2 separate regions of the Hordeum vulgare genome follow, and region 1 is linked to region 2. The links are chromatin contacts, called in public Hi-C maps. All regions are on one chromosome and are shown on one strand. The core of a region is the stretch at or near the end of the contact, and the rest is flanking DNA. Distances in the headings are between cores, read along the strand shown. Region 1 holds the start of LOC123429438 (fruit protein pKIWI502-like). Region 2 holds the start of LOC123424691.

Region 1 (4,762 bases), core at 1,583-4,082, 420 kb before region 2:
ATGGTTATGAACCCCCGATTAAGGCGAAGAAGCCAAGTTTCTTGGCATCACTGTGTGGGGGCAAGAAGAAGGCAAGCAAGTCAAAGAAAAGGAGCTCAGATAAGAAAAAGTCAAACAAGCATGTCGACAGTTCTGTTCCAGTGTTCAATCTTGAAGACATAGAGGAGGGTGTTGAAGGTACCATCTTTATTTTCTTGCATCCTCCACCGTCCAATTGCTTGGAGTTATACTGTTTTGTCATCCGCAGCAGTTATTGTACATTTCTGGAGTTTTAACCAACATGTAAGAGTATTGACATGTCAACATGTGGCAGGTGCTGGGTTTGATGATGAGAAATCAGTTCTCATGTCTCAAATGAGCTTAGAGAAGAGATTTGGCCAGTCAGCAGCATTTGTTGCCTCCACTCTGATGGAATATGGTGGTGTTCCTCAGTCCTCCACTCCAGAATCTCTTTTGAAAGAAGCTATCCATGTCATAAGTTGTGGCTATGAGGACAAGTCTGAGTGGGGAACTGAGGTAACATAACAATCATTCCAATAATGTTCATTCATATTTTTTGTTACACAAAGTTTGTGCAAAAAAAATTAAAAAATAGAAGTGAGGTATCAGTATGCAAAATTGTGGATGCAACTAATGTTTTTGTATCTTTGCTCTGGAGAAACACAAATATGGTACTATTTTGCACAAGTTCATAAGACACTTTATACTGCCTATTTTTGTTATGAATTGCAAATGATATGTCTCAGTTGGCATGAGTGAGGCCAGTTCCTGGTTAACTGTAACGAGGTTGTTCTGATTGCAGATTGGTTGGATTTATGGATCTGTCACAGAAGATATTCTCACTGGATTCAAGATGCACGCAAGAGGCTGGCGGTCAGTCTATTGCATGCCTAAGCGCCCAGCTTTCAAGGGATCTGCCCCCATCAATCTTTCAGATCGTCTGAACCAAGTGCTCCGGTGGGCTCTTGGTTCCGTTGAAATTCTTTTCAGCCGGCATTGCCCCTTATGGTATGGCTACGGAGGGCGCCTCAAGTTCCTGGAGAGATTCGCTTACATCAACACCACCATTTACCCACTAACGTCTCTCCCGCTTCTAGTCTATTGTATATTGCCTGCAATCTGTCTGCTCACTGGAAAGTTCATCATGCCAGAGGTAAATATTGGTTGCATTATCTTTTATTCAGTTGAAAGAGGTAGCAGCAACAAAGCTGACCGAATCAAATTTCTGGATTGCAGATTAGCAACTTGGCCAGTATCTGGTTCATTGCTCTCTTCCTTTCAATTTTTGCCACCGGTATCCTTGAGATGAGGTGGAGTGGTGTTGGCATTGACGAGTGGTGGAGGAATGAACAGTTCTGGGTCATTGGAGGTATCTCTGCCCATCTGTTTGCCGTCTTTCAGGGTCTTCTGAAGGTGCTTGCCGGTATCGACACCAACTTCACTGTCACCTCAAAGGCTAATGACGAAGAAGGCGACTTTGCTGAGCTCTACATGTTCAAGTGGACGACGCTTCTCATCCCTCCGACGACCATCTTGATCATTAACATGGTCGGTGTCGTTGCTGGTACCTCCTACGCCATCAACAGTGGTTACCAATCTTGGGGGCCGCTCTTCGGGAAGCTCTTCTTTGCCTTCTGGGTGATTGTTCACTTATACCCCTTCCTCAAGGGTCTTATGGGCAGGCAAAACCGCACACCGACGATTGTCATCGTCTGGGCTGTCCTCCTGGCTTCAATCTTCTCCTTGCTGTGGGTTCGTGTTGATCCATTCACTACACGTCTCGCTGGCCCAAATATCCAAACCTGTGGCATCAACTGCTAGGAAAATGGGAGATTGTAGAGACAGAAAATATAACAGTGATCGACTGACAACCCGTGGAGCCAGAGAAAATTTATGTTTGGGGTTGCGAATTACTACGTTTGAGAAAGTTGTCAAAATTGCGAAAACACATTTGTAAATAGATGTAATAGACCATCTACCGTTTTCATGAGGTTAAGCTCTTTTTTTGGAACAAAGGAATCTCATTGGATTGTAAACCTATAGGAATTTTCCTATGAGGCACTTTGTATCGTAGGAATGGACCTATGAATTCTTGTATTTATTATTTATATAAATTATTCCCGTCCTTCACATTTTGGAGGAGTTTCTAAGCATCAGGTCCTACCTCATTGTGTTTTTCTCTCCCTTCCCCTCTCTCCATGTAAGAAACCATTTTCTGCAAAATTGATGTAGTGCATCCAAACAACAACTTTGTGAAATTCCCACAGTTCTTGTTTATGCAGAAATCGGCAACACAAGACACTGAATTCATGGAGAGACTCTTTCCTTTACCTATTCCCATGTTTTTCTTTTTTGCATTCCAAATGCCATACTAAATTTAACCATAGTGAAATGACCAACATTTTCTTACATAGTTTATTTTCTTTCTCTATAGAAGTTGTTGATCAATAGGTATTCAAATACTCGCACCATTCGTAATTACTTGTCATAGAAATGAATGTATCCAGATGTCTAGGTGCATTCATTTTATCCATTTCTGCAACAAGTAGTTCGGGATAGAGGGAGTATCTTGTATGGATTTAGAAGTCACTTGTACTCCATACCTTCCAAAATACATAGCATATTGGGTTTGTTGGGATAAACATTTGACCCACAATTAGTATGACAAAATATATTTTGTGGCATAAAATTAATGCCATTAGAGATTTTAAACGTTCACAATAGGAGAGAAGGCAGCGGGGCGCACGAACACATGGGCCGTGCGCACCTGACAGTGTCGGGCCCACCCAAGCCCGATCTTCCCACCTGATCCCCTCTCCTAATCGCCACCGGATCCCCACGACCTCCCTGCTTTCTCGGCGCCTTTCAAGACCCGACCTTTCGCCATGGCCGCGGCCGCCACCATCTCCGCCACGCCCCTCGCCCCCAGCCATGCCTTCGCCAGCCCCAAAATGCTGCGCTCGCTCCCCTTCCTCCGGCGCCGGCTGCCCTCCTTCGCCGTCGCCGCGGTCAAGCAGGACGCGGCGGTCTGGAACGCGGCCCCCGTCGCCTCCATCGGCGCGGCCAGCGCCGACGGCTCGCTCTTCCACCTGCGAGTCGACCTCTCCGACGCCGCCGACCTCGCCTCCTCCTTCACCGCGCCGGGGCAGTACCTCCTGGTCCGCGTGCCCGGGGAGGACGGCCTCAAGCCCGCCTTCATGGCCATCGCGTCCCCGCCGGGGGGAGGCGCCTTCGAGTTCCTCGTCAAGGCCGTGCCCGGCGCCACCGCGGAGAAGCTCTGCGGCCTCCGCAACGGGGACGTGGTGGAGCTCGGCGCGGTCATGGGGAAAGGGTTCCCGATCGAGAGGGTGACCCCGGCGGACGCCGCGGAGACCCTGCTCCTCTTCGCCACCGGGACCGGGATCAGCCCGATCCGCTCGCTCATCGAGTTCGGCTTCGCGGCCAAGCAGAGAGCCGACGTGAGGCTCTACTATGGCGCCAGAAATCTTGAAACAATGGCGTATCAGGAGAGATTTGCAGAGTGGGAGTCATCTGGGCTCAAGATTGTGCCGGTATTGTCACGGCCAGGTGATGGCTGGAAAGGTGAAAAGGGGTATGTTCAGCGCGCGTTCTTGGAAGCCAAGAACATCGCCAATCCTACTTCCACTGGGGCTGTGCTATGCGGGCAAAGCCAAATGATCGAGGAGGTCACCTCGGCCCTTACAGCTGATGGTGTATCACAGGATAAAATCTTGAAGAACTTCTAGAATGAATCTCCTGAATGTAACTCATGCTTCTTTGGTTGGGCGGTACTGTGCCTTGCTGTTTGTATTAGAATATCTGTAATTTGATTCATCGATACTTCTCAACACAAGATACGGTAGATATACATGTTATCAGAGTGCGTTTTGCTGCAAATTCCGCTGCTTGCTGCCCCTGGGAGATGATAAGATCTAACCTTCCAGTGCTACGTAATTTTATAGCTCGCATTGTCTTTCCTACACCGCTTCTTAGTTATTCTGCGGGTTGTTTTTGTTGCCCTGATGGTATCAGTTTCTTTTCCATGATGCATATGTATGTCACCTGAATTATTTTTCTTACGTAGGAGGCACACACATTTATGTCTCATAATTTAGCTCCATGTGATTTCTGACCATGGACTTGCTCTTTGTTAGTGTTCCAATATTGCTTCTCTTTGTACTGCGGTTTATTTTGGCAAGTTAGTATAGCTCCATTAGGAAGAATTGAGCATGGCTAGGCATATGCAGCATCATAATTATTTTCAACACAACGTATGATAGATATACATGTTATCAGAGTGCTTTCGCTTTGGCCGTGTTCTGCCCCTAGGAGATGATAAGATGTAACATTCGAGGGGCTGTGCAATTTCATAGCTCGCATCGTTTTCTTTTTCCATTGTGTCGTAGTTTATTCCATAGGTGATGTTTGTTACTCTGATGATATCAGTTTATTTTCTATTGAACGTATTTTTTTTCCTTAGACAAGCCATAAATAAATCGCTAGCTTTTCCATGATGTATATGTATCATGTATGTCACCTGAAAATCCTTTCATCCATCTTGTATAATCTATTATTGTACATATAGTTTTTTTGCTTACATAAACAAGAGACATTTATGTCTCGTAGGCTCCATTTGATTTCTGACCAATGCGCTTCATGTTTGTTAGTGTTCCAGGATTGCTTCTCTGTGTACCTTTTTAAATGAGTACAACTCCATTAGGTAGAATTGAGCATATGGCAAGGCATGTAGAGCTTATGAACA
Region 2 (4,990 bases), core at 1,955-4,454:
CCCGTGGCCTTGGAGCCTTGCGTTGGTGTTCCCTCGAAGCGGGAAGGGTGATGTAGCACAGCGACGGTAAGTATTTCCCTCAGTTTGAGAACCAAGGTATCAATCCGGCGGAAGAGTATCTCAAGATCCTGCACAAACACAAAATCTTGCACCCCAACACTATGAAGGGGTTGTCAATCCCTTATAGATTGTTTGCCAAGTGAGAACTGAAAGCAATAAAGTAACAAAGCAAAGTAAAAGCGGAGATGTAAATGATGGATGTGAATAGACCCAGGGGCCGTAGTGTTTACTAGTGGCTTCTCTCATGAAAGCAAGTAGACGGCGGGTGAACAAATTACTGTCGAGCAATTGATAGAACTGTGTAGAGTCGTGATGATATCTATGCAATGATTATTTCTATAGGCATCACGTCCGAAACAAGTAGACCGATACTTTCTGCATCTACTACTATTACTCCACACGTCGACCGCTATCCAGCATGCATCTAGTGTATTAAGTCCATAAGAACAGAGTAACGCCTTAATCAAGATGACATGATGTAGAGGGATAATCTCAAACCAATGATAAAAACCCATCTTTTTACCCTTGATGGCAACTGCTTGATGTGTGCCTTGCTGCCCCTACTGTCACTGGGAACGGTCACCACATCGCAGAACCCAAAACCAAGTACTTCTCCCATTGCAAGAATCATAGATCTAGTTGGCCAAACAAAACCCAAGACTCGGAGAGACTTACAAGGATATCAAATCATGCATATAAGAAATCAGCAAAGACTCAAATATATATCATAGATAATCTGATCACAAGTCCACAATTCATCGGATCTCGACAAACACATCGCCAAAGAAGATTACATTGGATAGATCTCCATGAAGATCATGGAAAACTTTGTATTGAAGATCCAAGAGAGAGAAGAAGCCATCTAGCTACTAACTACGGACCCGTAAGTCTGAAGTGAACTACTCACGAGTCATTGGAGGGGCGATGATGATGATGAAGAAGCCCTCCAACTCCAAAGTCCCCTCCGGCAGGGCGTCGGGAAGGGTCTCCAGATGAGATCTCACGAAAACGGAAGCTTGCGGCGGCGAAAAAGTTTTTTCGAGGCTCCCCTGATTTTTTGTGGAATATTTGGGAATATATAGGCGCAAGACCTAGGTTAGGGGGCGGCCAGGGAGGCCACAAGCCTGCCCACCGCTGCCTCCCCCTGGTGGCGGAGTGGGGGCTTGTGGGCTCCCTGGAGCCCACCTGGCTTGGCCCAAAAGCCCCTTGGACTTCTTCCGTTCGGGAAAAAATCATTTCGGGGTTTTTCTTCCGTTTGGGCTCCGTTCCAAAATCAGATCTGAAAAGAGTCAAAAACACGGAAAAAACAGGAACTAGCACTTGGCACTGAATTAATAAGTTAGTCCCAAAAAGATATAAGAAGGTACATAAAACATACAAAGAAGACAAGATAACAGCGTGAAACCATCAAAAATTATAGATACGTTTGAGACGTATCAGGCGGCGTGGCGGCTCGGGCCCTGGCGGGCCAGATATGGGCTCGCAGGCCCGCGGTGGCTGAGAGGAGAGAGAGGTAGCTGTTGGGGTTAGGGTTTCGGGCACAGATCCCGAGGAGGATTAGGGGGGGCACTCAAATAGGTAGGGGAGGGGTATTTATATAGGGAAAAGGGGCTAGGGTTAGCAGAATTTCGCCCCGGTTTCAACCGCGCGATCGAAATCGAACAATTCCGAACGCGGGACGGGCTAATTGGCCATGTAGTGTAGGTTATCCGGAGAAGAGAGGGAAACGGGCACCCGACAACTATTTTAAAACATCGATAAAACGTCTACGAAAGACCGAATACGGTGCCGCTACGGTCGACCGTTCGGGTACCAGACGGACTCCGATTGCAACGAAATTTGACAGTTGGCCTACCTATATCTAAATACGACCGCACGCCAAGTTTCAACCCAATCAGAGAAATTTTTACATACATTTCTAAAAACAGGATTCAAACGATGTCGCAGGCGCGTGCGAGTGTGGTCGGGCTCAGAACGGGCAAAGACGAGAACCGGCAACTAACAACGGATGCAAGTTTTGAAACTGGCGGCTACGGGATGCCGATGCAATGCGGATGATGCGCATGATGCGATGATGATGCGACAAATAAAAATAATCACACGACGAAAACGGAATAAAAGGGAAATCTTCTGAATCGTCGGTCTCGGGCTGTCACAGAGCTGCAATGGCGACATCAGGACAACTGCAAACGACGACGCCAATGCTACAACCATGGACGTAAAAAGCTACATCTAATAGATAAAAAAGCTTCAACCAGACTTCAGAATACACAAAAATTACAACCGTTCTAACAGAAGCTTCATCCCGCGGATGAAAAAGCTTCAACCACATATAGAAAAATCTTCATCCAATGACTACAAAAACTTCAACCATTTTTAGAACACATGAAATGTTGCAACCGTTTAGAAAAAACTCCATCCAACACATGAAAAAGCTTCAACCAGAGTTTTTGAGAAAGCTTCAACCAGTTTTTGAAACACATGAAATGTTGCAATCGTTTAAAAAAAATCTTCATCCGACAGATGGAAAGCTTTAACGATAGTTTTTGAGAAAGTTTCAACCAAAATGTTTTGCAACCAATTGTGTCATTTTTTGTTGAAACCGACGGTGTCGTGTGCTACAGTCATGACTCAATTTTGTTGCGAGCGTGCATGCCGAGCTACAACCGGCGACAACGACGGCGAGATGTTTTTTACTACAACTGTATTTATTTATTGCTACTACCAACAACTTGTTTTGTTGCATCCGTTCTTTTTCTTCCACGATGAACTATCCACCGGACGCTTCAGTCGGGATGAGATGTTTGTGGTTGATTTCTACGAGCCCCGTGGACATCGACGGACACATGGACGAGGGCGGCTATGAGCAGCGACAAGCACGACGAAGATGGCACAATGCTTCGAGCGGCAGGGGCGGCAGGCGACGACAGGAGACAGGAACGAAAGACGCGTGGAGAAGAAGAGAGGATAGTGGTGAACGTTTTTTTTTACGAGGATTCAACGACCCACACGATCGAGATCCAAACCCTGTGGTACGACCAATTTGGGCCGGCCCACCGGCGCCGCCTAAAAGAAAAAGGGAAACTTTGATCCCGGTGCCAAACCGCCACCTCACCCACTCCGATCGCACGCCCTCGAGCTCGGTGCGCAATAATACCACGGCGGCATCTTCTCCCCTCCCAACCGTGCGGTGGCTTCCAAACGACTCCTCCGTCACCGCCTCGCCGTCGCCATCACCCCGAAATCAACATGCCACCAGCCGCCGCCCCCCCACCCCGCACATGCGCTGCTCTGCTCCCACTTCGCCTACTCGCTCACGCTCACGCCACCCCAGTCTGGCACTCTCCAGCCGACGCCCACAGCCGTAACCACCGCTGAGCACCGCTCTTCCATGGCGGCCGCCGACGACGATGGCCAGATCGACGACGACGAGTACTACGAGTACAACCCGCACCCCTACGGCGGCGGCTACGACATCTCCGCCACCTACGGCGCCCCGCTCCCGCCCTCCACCTCCACGTGCTACCCCATCTCCTCCCCCGACGGCGCCCCCGCGCGCCCCTCTCCGCGGCCGCCCGTGCCCGCCCCCGTGACTGCTCCTGCCCCCGCAACGCCGCAGCCGCCACCAGCTTCGCCCCCGAAGCCTCGGCCGGTCCCATCGCCAGAGCCGGCGAGGACACCGCCCTTTTCGCCGGTTCCGGCTCCGGTGCCGGTCGCGGAGCCGTTCTACTGGCCCAAGCCGCACGACTACGGGGACGCTCCGCGGTGGCCGCCCGTGTACCCCACGCCGGAGGTGTTCCGGCGCTGGCCGTACCTGGCGGCGGGGTCGCATTGCTGCCACTCGCGGTGCGGGCCGCGCGACTACTGGAGGCAGTGCATGCGCGGGCTGGACTTCCTCTTCGGCCACGCCGACGGGTACGGGGAGCGGCGGATTGGGACCGACTGCCACGGGGTCCCAGTGTACGCCAACAAGAAGGGGGGAGTGGAGGACGCCGTGGTGGTCGAGGTGCCGCCGCCGGAAATCGGGAGGGTGCAGTGGCACGATGCCGGCGAGGTGCCGGCCATTGGGAATGTGCAGTGGCACGACGCTGGCGAGGTGCCAGCAATTGGGAATGAGCAGTGGCACGACCACGGCGAGGTGCCAGCGATTGGGAATGTGCAGTGGCACAACGCCGGCGAAGCGCACGATCAGAGCAATGTGAGGAAATACACCGCATCATTCTTCAGTTTATCATGCTTTAGTATACTCTTATCATATTATTAATAAATACAGTACGTAGTACAGTATATATCTTCCTTCGTCGGTATTCTATTGACCGATTCCTTCGTTGTTTTTGTACTCGGAGACAGTGGCTATCTTCTTACGACAACGCAAAAGAGGATACATATGCATATGCCCATTCTACGTATGGCTCGTATGACACGTCTTACCAACAGTCTTACAGTGCTGATGCTGCTCCGGATGAACCTACGTGGTTTCCCAATCAGAGCTATCAGGATCTTTACAGAGAGGAAGAGCCTCGGTATCAGGTACTCCCTCCGTCCCAAAATAAGTGTCTCAAGCTTAGTACAACTTTGTACTAGAGCTAGTACAAAGTTAAGACACTTATTTCGGGACGGAGGGAGTATTTCTCATTTCTGAATGATCCATGTGTCAGCCACTCAACTGACTAGTGAGCAGCGAGTGACTAGTTGTCACTTGTCACTCTATCCATTTTGCGCAATTATGTGCTGATCTGTCAGTCAATGGGCTCGCCACAGGAGCATTAGTGTTGTCTAAGTACCATCAGCATATTGACTTGCTCTGCCCAATGATTAATTTGACATTTATAAAGAGCAACATTAGACTAGAAATGCAAGACGAATCAATGAGTTGTATGTCTGAATTCTGAAAGATGCTTCAGTAACTCGAGTAGACAATCCAGTCCAT

Evidence for each region. A called contact is a pair of places that touch in the nucleus more often than the background predicts.
Region 1: a Hi-C map of leaf shows a contact between it and region 2, with 6 times the contacts expected there. The contact joins the promoter of LOC123429438 here to the promoter of LOC123424691 in region 2. A contact is called at or near these places in 3 of 6 Hi-C or Micro-C datasets (leaf and seedling) and 1 of 1 datasets of contacts at active chromatin or transcription factors (embryo).

The regions. Positions count from the first base shown.
Region 1 is chr2H:37,733,249-37,738,010 of MorexV3_pseudomolecules_assembly, reverse strand. It overlaps LOC123429438 (fruit protein pKIWI502-like), which reads left to right and starts at 2,832. Exons shown (of 1, transcript XM_045113473.1): 1 at 2,832-3,897. The coding sequence starts at 2,886. The coding sequence ends at 3,746. LOC123424693 (probable cellulose synthase A catalytic subunit 8 [UDP-forming]) reads left to right here. Exons shown (of 14, transcript XM_045108358.1): 11 at 1-177; 12 at 314-516; 13 at 803-1,153; 14 at 1,237-2,150. The coding sequence ends at 1,821.
Region 2 is chr2H:37,316,020-37,321,009 of MorexV3_pseudomolecules_assembly, reverse strand. It overlaps LOC123424691, which reads left to right and starts at 3,204. Exons shown (of 6, transcript XM_045108356.1): 1 at 3,204-4,258; 2 at 4,411-4,590. The coding sequence starts at 3,452.